Regions from separate parts of the Anser cygnoides genome. Here region 2 is linked to region 1. The links are chromatin contacts, called in public Hi-C maps. All regions are on one chromosome and are shown on one strand. Each heading gives the region's core, a stretch centred on a gene start, on an enhancer-like site or on the middle of the called end of the contact. The rest is flanking DNA. Distances are from core to core; before and after follow the strand shown.

Evidence for each region. A called contact is a pair of places that touch in the nucleus more often than the background predicts.
Region 2: a contact with region 1 is called in a Hi-C map of liver, with 5 times the contacts expected there. The contact joins the enhancer-like site here to the promoter of PLXNA4 in region 1. A contact is called at or near these places in 2 of 7 Hi-C or Micro-C datasets (both in liver).

What each region holds. Positions count from the first base shown.
Region 1 is chr1:2,831,912-2,838,451 of Taihu_goose_T2T_genome, reverse strand. PLXNA4 (plexin A4) reads right to left here and starts at 3,451. Exons shown (of 32, transcript XM_067001227.1): 1 at 3,200-3,451.
Region 2 is chr1:2,909,316-2,915,855 of Taihu_goose_T2T_genome, reverse strand. The region is part of intron 3 of PLXNA4 (plexin A4); the gene reads right to left. Among named protein-coding and RNA genes, the nearest start is that of PLXNA4, 78 kb to the right of the region's middle. Within about 2 kb of position 4,070, at least 2 of the 3 cell types and tissues checked have open chromatin away from gene starts, as enhancers often do. A contact at or near this core is called in liver, where this site is marked.

The sequences.
Region 1 (6,540 bases), core at 2,202-4,701:
AAAGAGCCCTCTGAAGCCTCTCGTCACACTGATGGGGAGCAGAAAGGGCTTTGTTTTTTGAGCCCCAAGCCATCTGAGGGCTTTGTGAAGGGGAACGGTCATACCCCGGAATAATATATTCTTTGCTGGGGGCAGCAGGACATGAGACTTTGGAGACCCACCACTGCTACAGCACAGGGCTGATGCTGGGTCTCAGTTGCTATCAGCATCATAGGGGGATTGGGGCTAATAAATCAAGAAGAGCCAAGTGACTCCCAGGACAGATGATCGCAGCATGCCACTGTGCTTGAAAATGCCTGCGCGCAATGCCAAGCCACAAACTTTGGCACCACCAGCTCCAAAACTCAAAAGCCCTACCTCCAACACCCTCCCCAGGCAGGATCCCAATGCACTAGCACGTAGAGCACAAGCCTACTGTGCCAGCGTCATCCTCAGCTTTTTAGGAAGCTTTTCAGAGTTCCCTTCCAAACAAGAAATTAATTCCTATGCAGCGTTAACCCTCGGCACACCCGAGCATCCAAAGACCTTGCAGGGCTTTTCATCCTGGGGCGCGTCGAGCGCGCAAATCAAAGCCCGGCGCTCGGGGAAGGAGGTTGGTTTTATCGCAACCCTTCAGCCTCGAGGAGATCGGTAGACAAAGCGATTGAGCAAAAGGAGAAAGACGCAGCACAAAAGGGGCTCCGGCATCCCTCCTCCCCTCCTCGCTGCCCCCCCCCCCCTCCCCGGGATCTGGCTGCCGAAGCTGGCTCCTGGCTCCCCCCCGGCAGATCTCAGCAGCGCTGGCGCTGCGCGGAGCCCTTCGCCTGGCCACATCTACAGGGCTGCCCAGCACCAGGCTCACCGCGAGTGCTGGCAGGTGAAAGCATGAGGGAAAGCTCAAATATTTCCTCTCCCGGTGGAGAAGTTCAGCTTCTCTCCCAGGATTTGCGATAGCACTCATACCTCCGCTAGCCAGGCACGCTGAACAGACTTAACAACAGTCTTCAGCGCCTGCAAGGCTGAAGCAAAAAGCTTCAGCGAGCAAAAGCTTCCCAACAGCACCGTGATTGATCGTCAGCCTGTATTTTAAAACACCCGTCTCGGACATAAACAGTGCTCAGATCGGGTGGCTGTCATTTATTTTGCATCTTATGGATATCACCGAGCGCCGCGCATTTAAGATGGGATGGAAAGGAAAAGCCTCGGACTGGTCCTTTAGGAAAGGAGACACCCCCCGAGAGGATGGGTCTGGGCAGAGGAGGGAAGAAAATCCCAGGCTTTCGTGGCAGGGCTGGGGTTCAGTATTTCAACCTGGCTGCGCACGGAAAGCAGGCACACATCTGTTGCACCGCTTGAAGCCCAGCTCCGGCGAAGGGTCCCGCACACAAACAAACACACAAACGCTTCCCGAGGCAATCAAAGCACGAACGAAATGCGGCTCTCATCCCTGAGACCTTAAAACAGTGGCTTAGCCAGGGGGAGGAAGCACCTAATCTCGCACTGGGAGGCACACGCTGTAATTAAAATCACAGAGACCCCATGCTCCACTGGTCCCACCCGCTCGCGGATTTAACCAGCTTCCATAAACAAGAGCCAGGTGAAACGGAGGACAGATAAAGAAAATAAGTTAGCACGCCTTATGCCTTCCGAAATATTTGTGCAGGGCTGGTGCACGCTCAAGATAAGTCCCCAGCAGGCTGCAAGCAGTCGCATCGGCTGCAAAAATCCCCTGACACCGTCACTGTTCCCCTGCAGTAAAAGCATCCTGGGGGTCCCGGTGCAAACCTCCCTCCCAGCATCGCTCTCCCCCCTGACCCGATCATCCTCCCATACCCAAAACCTCACATCCCAGGCGCCGGAGGGAAGCCGCGGAAGACCCAGGTGCGTTTCCAGCCAGCTCCGTGGCACGGCTGCCGCTGGCTGCCCGGCGGCGAGGCTGCAGGGCGAAGCGGAGCCAGACGCGGGGTGGAAGTTGAAGGGAGAGGAGCGCGGCCACACGCTTCCCACCTGGTCCCTTCTGCCAAGGAGAGTCGTGCCGGTCCTACACCCGAATCCAGCAAGGCGAGGGCTGCGTCCCTTTGCCAGAGCGGGGAGCAGATGGGGCTCCAGCAGGCAGGTTTCCTCTGGGCTGGGGATGCAGCAGCCACATGCAGCCACTCCAAACCCAAACAGCGCTCAGCCCTGCTGGGGCTGAGCAAGTGGGTTTGTTTATCTGGGAGGAACTCATCTGCTGCCGGAGTATTATATTTCCACCGAAACCATGTGCGGCTCGGTGTTTAGATCACTTCTCCCTGTCTGCATAATTTAGGGGCATATGTCTGATAAACGCGGAGCATCAATAGGCAGGTTTCGGTTGCAGCACACACACACACACACACACGGAGGGAGGGAGGGAGGGAGGTTTTTACAGCGCTGACTCCGCAGCCGGGATTTCGGCAGCCCAACTCCCCGGCACCTTGCGGGAAGGGGAACGGCGGGGATCCCCCCCCTTCCCAACACGGTGTTCCCCGATGGGGGTGGCCCCTCTGTCCCCCCGTCCGTCGGTCAGCCTTTTTTTGGGGGAGGCCGATCCTCCCCGAGAAAAGGGCTCTGCCTCCAGCCCCGTCCAGCTGCAACCTCGTCGGGAGAAGGAAAAGTTTGCGAATGCCTCCAGCCCGGGGGAGGCACTGGGGCACCGAGGGAGGGGAATAACCCCCCCGGGGGGGGGTTGAGGTGGCCGGGGAGGGGGTGGTTAGGGACAGGTTGCAGCGCTGAAGCCGCTTCCTCGGGGGAGAAAAGTTGAGCTTTGTGCCTGGGGAAAAAAAGCCACCGGGGACCAAAATATCTGGGTTTTGGGAAGGGGGGGGGGGGGGGGGGGGCACGCGAACAACGCTTCCACCACCCCCCCCTCGATGGGGATGTGGAGGGTGGGGGACACGGGGGCTCCCCGCTGCCACCCCCCACGAGCATCCTCCCGAGCTGCGAGCAGCGGAGGGGCCGTGCCCGAGCCCCCCCGGCTCTGCGGGTCCCTGCCCGACAGCCCCGACCCCCTCCCCACGACCCGGGGGGGTGGAAAAAAGCACCGGGGGGGGGGGGGGGGAACACACTCCTCCTGGGAGCCTTGCCCAGGTGTGCAGGGCAGGTACCGCTGCAGCCCCGCAAGCCCTCCGGGGCATCCTCCGGGGCATCCTCCCTCCGCTCCCCGCTTCCCGAGCAGGGCGAGGGGGGGGGGGTTCCTTACCTGGGAAAGCTCCTGGCTTGCTTTGGGTGGGTTTATTATTATTATTTTTTAAATATATATATATATATTTTTTTTTCCTCTCCTTTCCCCCCACTTCAGTCTTCAGAGCAGGCGCCGCATTGACACTGCAGATGGTCTGTGTGTGTGTGTGTGTGTGTGCGTGTGCGTGTGTCTCTCTCTCTCTCTCTCCAATCCCAAATACTCCACGGAGGCGGAACGCGGAGAGCCCCTCTCCCTGCACTGGGCAAACCGCGTCTGGCTCGCCCAGAGGGGTGGGGGGGGGGGGAGTGGGGGGGGGGGGGGGGGGGAGAAGAAAAAAACGCAGCTCCACTTCTCACTCCCCCCCCACCCCCCCCCACCCCCCCCCCTCCTTCCCCAAATCAACCCCCTCCCACCTTCCCCCGGCCCTTCCTTCCCTTCCTTCCCCCCCCCTCCCCAGCCTCTAAATCGAGCACGGAGGGGGGGACCCAGGAGCCGAGCGGGGGATGCGCTCCGGGGCCATGCCCGGCTCCGCGGCCGCCTCCTGCCCGCCGGGGAGGGCTCGCACTGCGGCTGTCTCGCCAGCCCTTCCTCCCCAGCCAGCCCTTCCTCCTCGCCAATGGTGGCTGCCGAGCGGGCTTTGACACCCAGGCTCTTTTGCAAACACGCACACACCCCTCTTTTCCCACTCCCCCCCAAAAAAAGGAAATACTCGGAGAGGTGTGGGAGCACCAGCCCAGCACGCCCGGGAGGGATAATAATAATAATTATTATTAAAAAATAAATAAAAGCGGGAATAAAAATCCTCTTACGTTTCTCTTTTTTTTTTTTTCTTTTTTTTTTTTTTTCAGAGAGTGGCCAGTTGCTCCTCCTTTCCCCAAGCCCACCCACCTCTGTGAGAGGGGAGAAAGCGGAGGGGGCGAAGGTTGTCGCCGGAGGGGGACCCGAAGCTGCTTTTCCTCGTCCCGGAGTTTGCAGGGGATGGGGACGGGGACGGGGACGGGGACGGGGACGGGGACGGGGACGGGGACGGGGACAGGAGCGGGGCCGCCGCCTCCGAGCGCGCCCGGGGGCTGCGAGCGCCGCCGCCGCTCTCCCACGGCAGCAACTCGGGCTGCTCTGCCTCGATTCCTGCCGGTGCCTTCCCTCGCTCCCTACTCACTACTGACACCTAGGATCTCCGAGCCTGATTGGGCTAATTGGGAAATGTCTCTGCCCAAAAAGAGAAAAAAAAAAAAAAAGAGAGAAAGAGAAAGAAAAAAAATAATCTCAAGGAATAATCAAACGCGTCTTGCTGGCTCCTCCATCCCCAGAAAAACCCTTCCCGGCATCTCGGCTCTGGTTGGCATCCTCATCTCTCCTCCTTCCCCACCCCGTGCCCCGCTGCTCTCCTCCGGCTAGGACAAAACGAGGAGGGGAGCCCCGCAGAGCGGGCGTGGGGGGGCTCGGAGGAAGATCAATCCCGCAGCTTGGGTGAGCAGTAATCCTAGAGAGCGGCTGCAGGCTGCTCTGCTCTCCGGGTCTTCTCTTAATTCCTGGCAGCAGTAGGAATAATAGTATTTTTTTTATTTTTTTTTTATTTTTTTTTGAAGGCTGTTAGTGCATAGTGATGGAGTTTTGTGTCCAGCCGGCTGCTGCCCTGGCTGCCCCACGGAGTAGACCCTGGGTTCCCCTCCAGCCAAAAGCAGAGCAGAGCAGCTTTTGGGAAGGGAAGAGATGCTCAGGGGGTGTTGGCAGTTGGGAGCCCAGACACTGTGATGATGGGCAGCAAAGAGGGCGAGCAAAGAGGGATCCAAATGGGAAACCCTCCTCTGCTTGTAGGGCTGTTGGCCATGCTCACATCAACACAGGGAGGGGAAAATCCTAGGGGTGCTCCTGCTGCTCCCCCAAACCCTATGCATGATGGAGGCATCCAGCGGGGTACAGGGCTGGGTGGTGAAGGGGGTCCCGGTGCTTGCAGCCAGCAGCTCCGTGCTCGGAGGCAGGGCTTGCCCCTCGGAGGTGCATTGTACAGCACCAAGCACAGCAGGGCTCCCCCTCTTCCCCGTGGCTTCTGCCATTCACAGAAAGCAAGGATTAATCCAAGCTTTGTATTTTTAATTATCTCAAATTTATGCCACAAAACACGGGGGCCGGGGGCTGCCTATTTGCATCCTCCGAGATATTTATTTTTAAACAATGTCATGTTTTCCTTAAAACAAGTTTTATCTCCCTGGCGCGTGCCTGTGTGCGCGTGTGTGTTTTGCCTGAGCTCTGGTTTACATTTCCTGATGGATGGATGGGGATTCAGAGCCCTTTTTTTAAGGTGGTGCATAAAATGTATTTATTATTCTTTATCTCCTGCCTCTCGCAAGAAGTCATTTGTTTTCATTCAGAGAAATGAATGCTATGTGAAGCCTGAAGAGTAATAACACAGCAAAATGACAACGGAAGAGCGAGACGGAAATCTGAAAGATACAATGGCAGGTTAGTAACCTCTAAAGATCACTGCTGTTGTGAGCAGTACAGTATTATTTAATGTCCAGTCTAGCTTGCAGCTCCATTTAATAAAACATATGAAAATCTCAGGAAAATTTGGTCTTGCATTTAAAACCGGGCTGTTCCGCTGAAAAGGGATAATCTGGATATGCCGGGATTACTTCCCACTATCTGGCAGGGAGGAAGAAATTAATACAAACTCTTTCCACTTCTTAAGACAATGACATGAATCTATATCCCTGGGTTCATACAGGAGTGACAAATGAGACTTTATTTATAGGCCTTTCTGTGAACTAGGCAGTGGGGCTGGAGGAGGGCTAGGGCTGGAAAACCCAAATGCCCCCTCCACAAAAATTGTGAGTAGCTGCAGAAAAAGGACCCAAGGACAAGGGGAACCCAGGCTCACCTCACTGTTTTCCATGGGATATTTCACCCAGGGCTGCAGTGATGGCAGAGATCACAGGTGTCTCTGGACACCTGAAAACTCAGCTGGGCTCAGCACCAGACAGCTTCAAAGCTGCCCTCAGCATCATCTGGGAAGAGCCAAAAGCAAGTTGCTTTCATGCAGCCAAGCTGCAGTGACCCGTTTCCCCCAGCTGCTGTCCCCAAATACCCTTTGGTCTCCCATTTCTCACAGTGTCCCAGATGCTACCAGCATCACTTCAGCCCTTCACCAGCAAGCAGCACGGTGGCAAACAGCACACGCCCGTTTCATTTCATGCCTTGTTACCCGAGCCACACACAGGGATCATTTCCAACAACACCCAATGCCTCAGATCACAGAAAACATGTATTTTTATTGTGGGTGTACAGCCACATGCTTTAAGACTCAACTGGCCCCAATGACAGAGCATAGAAAAGGGAAAGGGAAGGGGAAAGGGAAA
Region 2 (6,540 bases), core at 2,821-5,320, 77 kb before region 1:
CGTGTGCATCCAGGACAGAAAAGACCCCGTTTCACCCCCCCTCAAATACAATTCTGAAATTTATGGGAATGTCCAAACCTGTGGGATTTATGAACACCAGTGTCTTCATCTCTTATTCTATCAAATCTATTTTCTTCTACCCTCTGCCAGGTTTCATCATAGGTCAGATCTAGAATCCCTCGGACTCCAAGAAGTTACAGTAGGAGCGGAGAGAAAGACCTGTAAAGTCACACAGCCTGACCGTCTTTTACTGCAAGAAGAAAGAGGTTTCCCTGGGGAGGCGGGGGCGAAAGGACATGGAGAGACAGCTCTTGTAATGGGAAAACTATTAGCCCAATGAGTTGAAAAAGTGACAGACTGATAAGAAGTAGCCTGAGTATGAGGAATAACTTCCTGACAGAGAGATCTATCAGACTGCAGGAGAGAGGCCCAGGGGAATTGTTGGGAGGCCCAGCCTTTGAGCCACTTAAAATGGAACAAAACATGTTTGGAAGCAAACCTGCAATGACCAGGAGACTAAACAAGCTACAACCTCTTAGCAATAATTCTTTTCCATAGCTAATAATTCAGGGAGGGATATCAGAAGGCACAAACAAAGCCCAGAGAGGAATGCAGTCAACTTACCCGACTTCACCTAACAAGCGTGTAACTGCTTCAGTTCATCAGTCCCCTGGGACATGGTGAGGCCAAACAAGGCTGGTCAGAAAGATTTGCAAAATCACTAGAATGCAAATCCCTACCCCAGGACTGGCCAGAAGCAGCAGAAATGCAAAGTTCACCATTACACAAGTTTTTACTGGTGGAAATGCTGGAATGCTTAAGGCTACAAGGCTAACTAATTTCCGAGTTATCCCTTGTCACCCCGGGAAGCCAATGCGTATCATCCAGTGGGCATTTAAAATTAAGCCTGAGCCTTTATCAGGGAAAAACCATGCAGGAATGCCTCCACCTGACCCCTTTGCACAACTTTCTCCCAACACACCAACTGGCAACACAGCCAATTAGAAAGTGTTCATCGCAACTGTCCCCAGGGAGCTGACTCAGCAAGGAAAATGTACTCATCACTAGTTTCACGCTCATCTCAAGGATCAACCAGACATGGTTGGGAGCATGTCACCTTCTCCCAGGGCTGCATCCCTCATGGAGAAACAATAGATGCTGGGACATCAGGACCTTGAAGACTGGGTGCATCTAGCTTCGGTGACGAAAGACGTGAGGAGCACTTGTGGAAGCCACGGCCCCCGAATCAGGACTCTCTTTCATTCACTGGTTCTGCCTCTGACTTGCTGTCTGACCTTGAGAAAGTCATTTAATCTCTCTGTGCCTCGGGATCTGCATAAAAATAATTATTATAGCTGATGTTTTATGGGAAAAGACTGCTACCGTATAAAACATCATTCTAAAATGCCCTTTTCAAATCCTTCATTAGAAAAAAACTCTATGGGGGGCAGAATTTCAGAATCTTATTAAGCCCTTCCCAGTGTCTTGGTGCATTTGACTAACTCTCCATACACGCTATGCTACATTTAGATCAGGATTTGAGACTAGGAATTGTTCATAAAAATCTTCTAACTTATTCCAGTGGCAGCTTCAAGTTCTGATGATGAATTGTATCTAATTAGTTATTTTGTCATTTGCAAAGATAGCCGGATAATAAATCACTCTTTCCAGCTAGAAAACTTTGACTTTGTATCTCCCCTCCTTCTTAATCAACTTTTGAGTCATTCTTTAGTTTTTCATCCAAAAATCTTTTTTTTCAAACAACTGTCAAGCAACCAACATTTTTCATGTTAAAATGAACCTGAAGATTGGGCGGTTATTTTCTTATTTAAGGGGGAAAAAATCCCTGATTACTATCAGCCAAAAATATATATATTTATATATCTATTCAGCTTAAAGCTTATGTCCTCTAAAATAAACACTGCTACAGTTTTTCACCCTGATCCAAGCCCTTCAGAACAGCAAGCAGGGGCACTGTTTTGTTGACAGCTCTGTTTGCAAGAACAGCTTTCCTCTCTCTGTTTCAGGTTACCATCTCTGGGGAAGACTCAAAAGGAAAAAAAAAATAAAGGTTGGGGATGTGGCTGAACCTTCTTCACACCAGCATCCTTCTTCAGCTGGCCATAGCCTCCCAATGTAGACCGCAGAAGAAAACAAAGGAGGTGACCAATCGGCTCAGAGGGCTCTACTCTGTCCTACCACGTTATTTTTTTACTCCCCTGTGGCACAAATTATTAAGCAGATCTTTAGCTGCCACTCGTCCCAACAGAGTATGTGATGTAACAGCTTTCTGGTGATAGATGGATTTTCTTCGCTGAGTTTCCCAGGGGATCTCCTCTCCCACGGCACTAGAGGACTTCTGAAACCACCCTCGACTCCCAGCAAGTTCTTGAGCAGGACAGCCAATGCCAAGACTTGGATGAAGGACCGTCTTGGTGCCCTACCCTGCACAGAAAGTCAGGATGACCAGACTTATTAGAAACTCAGCTTCGTCAGGACCAAGAAAAGTCACTGCAGTGCTGCATGTAATGACCTTTGCAGGGAGTTTTGTCATCTGAAGGAAAGAGGACTTTCCAGCTTTGGCCCCTTCAATGAGGAGGGACACCCCCCATCAAGGGGAGGCACATTTATGAAGGGTTGCACTCTGTATGCCCAGCTCCCTTTCCCTGCACTTGTCCTGAGTTAACCCTAACAAAATAAATCAAGTCACAGAGTCCCAGGGCAACAAAGGAAGAGAGAAGCACCCTGCTGAATGCCTCCAACACCCTTCCTCGTGCTAATTAAATGCTGGATGTGGGGTTTTATTGAGGAGGAGTCCTGATGCCTTTCTCACTGATCTCTGTGCAACTGCCCCCTCGATATTAGGGACTTAGAAATGCGTGCGGAGAACAGCACCACTGCACAGTCACTTCCAAGGAGAATGATACTCCACAACAGGCAGAGGCAATAAGATCACAGCAAGCCTACCCTGTTTTGCAAAGTTCAAAATGAGCTCTGGGTTCATTCACATGCACTTAAAGGCTTGGCATCTTTAACGTGCCCGAAGGTTTTACCATCTTCTGAGCTTTCCACTTGAATTACAGCAGCGGTGGGAAAAGACTGAATGAGTCACAGTCTGGAGCCCTGTGCTCCCATCCCACCGAGTCACACACCGAGTCACACACAGATAACCTGATACAAGCATCAGGGAGCACACGGAGCAGCGATTTGAAACTCACCCGACACGCCGCACCGACAGCTCGACATCCAAAGCAGGGGGAGGCAGATCTGGATCCGTCTCAGGCACAAGGCTAGTCCCATTTTCTGCTCTCTTGTCCTGGGAGATGCCACGAGCTGTCACACCATGCTTATTAGCTAACAGAAGACCAGGCATCCCCAGGGAGGGGAGCTACTGATGGGTCTTCTGTGCAAAAGGCAGCAATGTGGGGGAATGGAGGAACGCAGCCTTGGATGGACCTGAACCCCATAACAGCATCCCATGCACTGCTTCGTTCACAGCCCATGGGCTCCCTCACTCATCCTGCACAGCTTCAGCTTATTAATTGTTGAAAAGAAATGTTCCAAAACCAAACTGGAGATCTGTAAGGGACGTATAGCTTCGTGTTGCAAGGTGTAAAGCAACCCTATATAATGGGTCCTGACCTGAGCCCCATAAGAGCATCCCACACACTGCTTCACTCACAGCCCATGGGCTCCCTCACAGCTTCATCTTCTAACTGTTGAAAAGAAATGCTCTAAGACCAAACTGGAGATCTGCAAGGGGCATACAGCTCCGTGTTGCAAGACATAAGCCAACCCCATATAACTGGTCAAGGGGAAATACTCCCACAGGTTGGAATTCTCCTGCACCTTCTCCCGAAAGGAAGGCCAGAAAAACACCAGATGAGCGGGACTGCATATCCACCCTGGTTCTCTGGTCACTGCTGATTTCCAGCCCCCCCCCCCTTCTCGGTGAAGTACTCAGGTGTCATCTTTGTAATGGGAATTTTGGTCAGGGGGATGGGGAGCGGAGAGGAAGCCAGAGGCTGACACTTCTACATGCACCACATTCTAATTGGGGTCAAGGGATGCAACAGTTGGAGAGCAGCAAGTTATTTTCTGCATCACTGGCCTGTCAAAATATGTTTCTACCCAGATATAAGGAAGGAAAAGGACCGAGACCAGGAACAGCTCCCTGGCGAGGCAGTTTTAGGAAATTTGGGATGCCTGCAGCTGCCACCCTGACCTGGGCTCAGCAAGGTGCTTCACACCCTTGAAAGGTGAAAGGTAAACCCATTGCAAAAGGAGGGTGAAAGGCATTTGAGGCAGAATCATCCAGAAATTCTTTTCCTGGGCAGCTTTTCCCACGGGGTAATATGAGCCATCTGTTGACATTTGGTGGACTTTGATTTCCCAAGCACGTTTACCCCGATCTCGAGGGCACTGGGGTTCAAGGCTCACCCTAGCACAGCCAGGCAAGTTTCCCAAGGCCCAGACAATTTAATCTGACCCAAACACAAAAATAAAGCAGTTCCAGACCTAGCCAGCTCACCCCAGGAGAAGGATCGTGAGCCGAAAATCCTTGCTATGTGTTTAGAAAGCTCAAGAGCTATCAAGTGGTATGAGTCCAAACCCCCAGGTGGAAAAGCTCCCTTTGATGGTGGGAACAGCTGCGATTGTAAAGACTCAAGGTAGAAAAAGAAAGAGCAAAGAGGTCTTCCTTTGATGGTCGCTGTGATGTAGGGCTTTGAGTGCAGAGTGTGACCAGATCCCTTCCTTCACCCGATGTGTGTCCCATGCTGTCCATTCCAGCTAAACAGCAACTCACGATACCTTCACAAAGCCAGCTGGGACAGTGACAGAGCGCTAAAATTCAGGAGGAGCAAAATACGGTCCTGTAAGCCACAGAACAGCACCTCTTGGATCACATAGCTAGCTGAAAAGGCAGAGAAGTATTGGGGCTGTCACCCACGTGTATACACGAGTGAGGAGAGGGGCTGAGCTGGTGATTTTGGGGATGGATGCATGTGCACACCCATGAAGGACCCCTGCACAGCCCTGCCCTAACAGTACGGCTTGGGTTTGATCCAGAAACACCACATCTAGAGGTAAAAGCAGAGCTCAGTGTCTGGACTGTTGATAAACCAGCACCCCAATCTAATGTCCTTAGCATCCCAAGGGATGTCCAGGTCCCCACCACCAGCCAGCAGACACCACGGGCCCCGTACCCAGCTAGAAATGAATTCCTTCCCTAGCACGGCGCGCGCAGAGACGTTCCCCTCCTACAGCTATTTATGAGCCTTCCCTTCCTCATAAATGAGTGATGAGGCCCCTTTAATTGAATTAATTCTAAACGCTGATCTCGGGATGAATTATCAATGTAAAACAGCAGTGCGAGCACAGGGCGTTTGCACAGCGCTGCCAGCCACGGCGGCTCGCTCGCTGCTTGCAGCCGGCTTTCAAACAATGGGATGTGAAGAGAGGGAGGGCTGGCACCCAAGGGCTTCCCCAGCGGGATCATCAGGAGCCCCTGCTGCATTGCTTCTCCTCTGCTTGGTATCACAAAGGCCCCAGGAGCATCCAGGACAGGTCTGGGAGGTTCTTTGGATGGAAAAAGTCTCTTAAGGCTGCGTGTTAAGGTATGATTTGTACGAAGATGAAATAAGAGCAGCCATATGTGAGACAGTCAGGAAGATGCTGTTGTTGTCCTAAGGGTGATGAGACAAAGAAAGACCAAGCATGGCCAAGAGCTTGGTCGTGGGGCAGCACAAGCTGAGTTTCCCCAGCTCCGTCCTGCATCTGACCTGCAGAAACACCTACCCTCAAGTGCCCAGCTGCTGGAAACATCATCCAAGCAGCAAATTCAGGCAGCATCCCCTGAAACACCGTGTGAAGGGTGTTGTTCCCCTCCTCCTGCCCCATCTCCCTGCCTCCAGGGGAAGGAGCTCCCTTGGCTTGCCCCAACGTGCCACCCCGGAGGGCTCGGCGTGGGGTCACGCTGCACAAGCACAGAAAGCAGAGCACCGAGTGAAGCTGTTCCCACGCCTGCTCTGCCCAGCAGGTAGGTGAGAGAAGCCCAGCCATGCAGGAGGAGAGCCGCAGACAGAAATGTGTCAGGCCAGGCTTTATTTCCTCGGGAGCTGGCACAGTTGGTGGGGAGGAGTTCGAAGGGGAGAAAAAAGAAATAAAAAAAATGTAGTGGAGATAACTGAGGTGTGAGCAGCGGTGCAGAAAGCTCGATGGAAGCAGGTGAGAAAGAAATTTCCATTCCCCTCCTCCCACCAACACTTTCCCAAAAAAGATGCAGTACTTCAGCACCACGATCTGCAGAGCACCTCTCTCCCAGCGTGGGCAGAAGTCCCTGGTGCTGTTCGCTCCAGGATGTTACCCACGTAGTTAAAACAAACACAGCTCTTACACCCGTCCAAAACAAACAGCTCTGCTGTGAAAATATTGGCACCTCGGCAGATTAATCGCTCGCTTGAGAAGGGTTCTCCATCCCCTGGGTTCAGGCAAGCCCACCCGTTGGTTTGGGATTACCTTCCCTCTCCAGCTAATCCT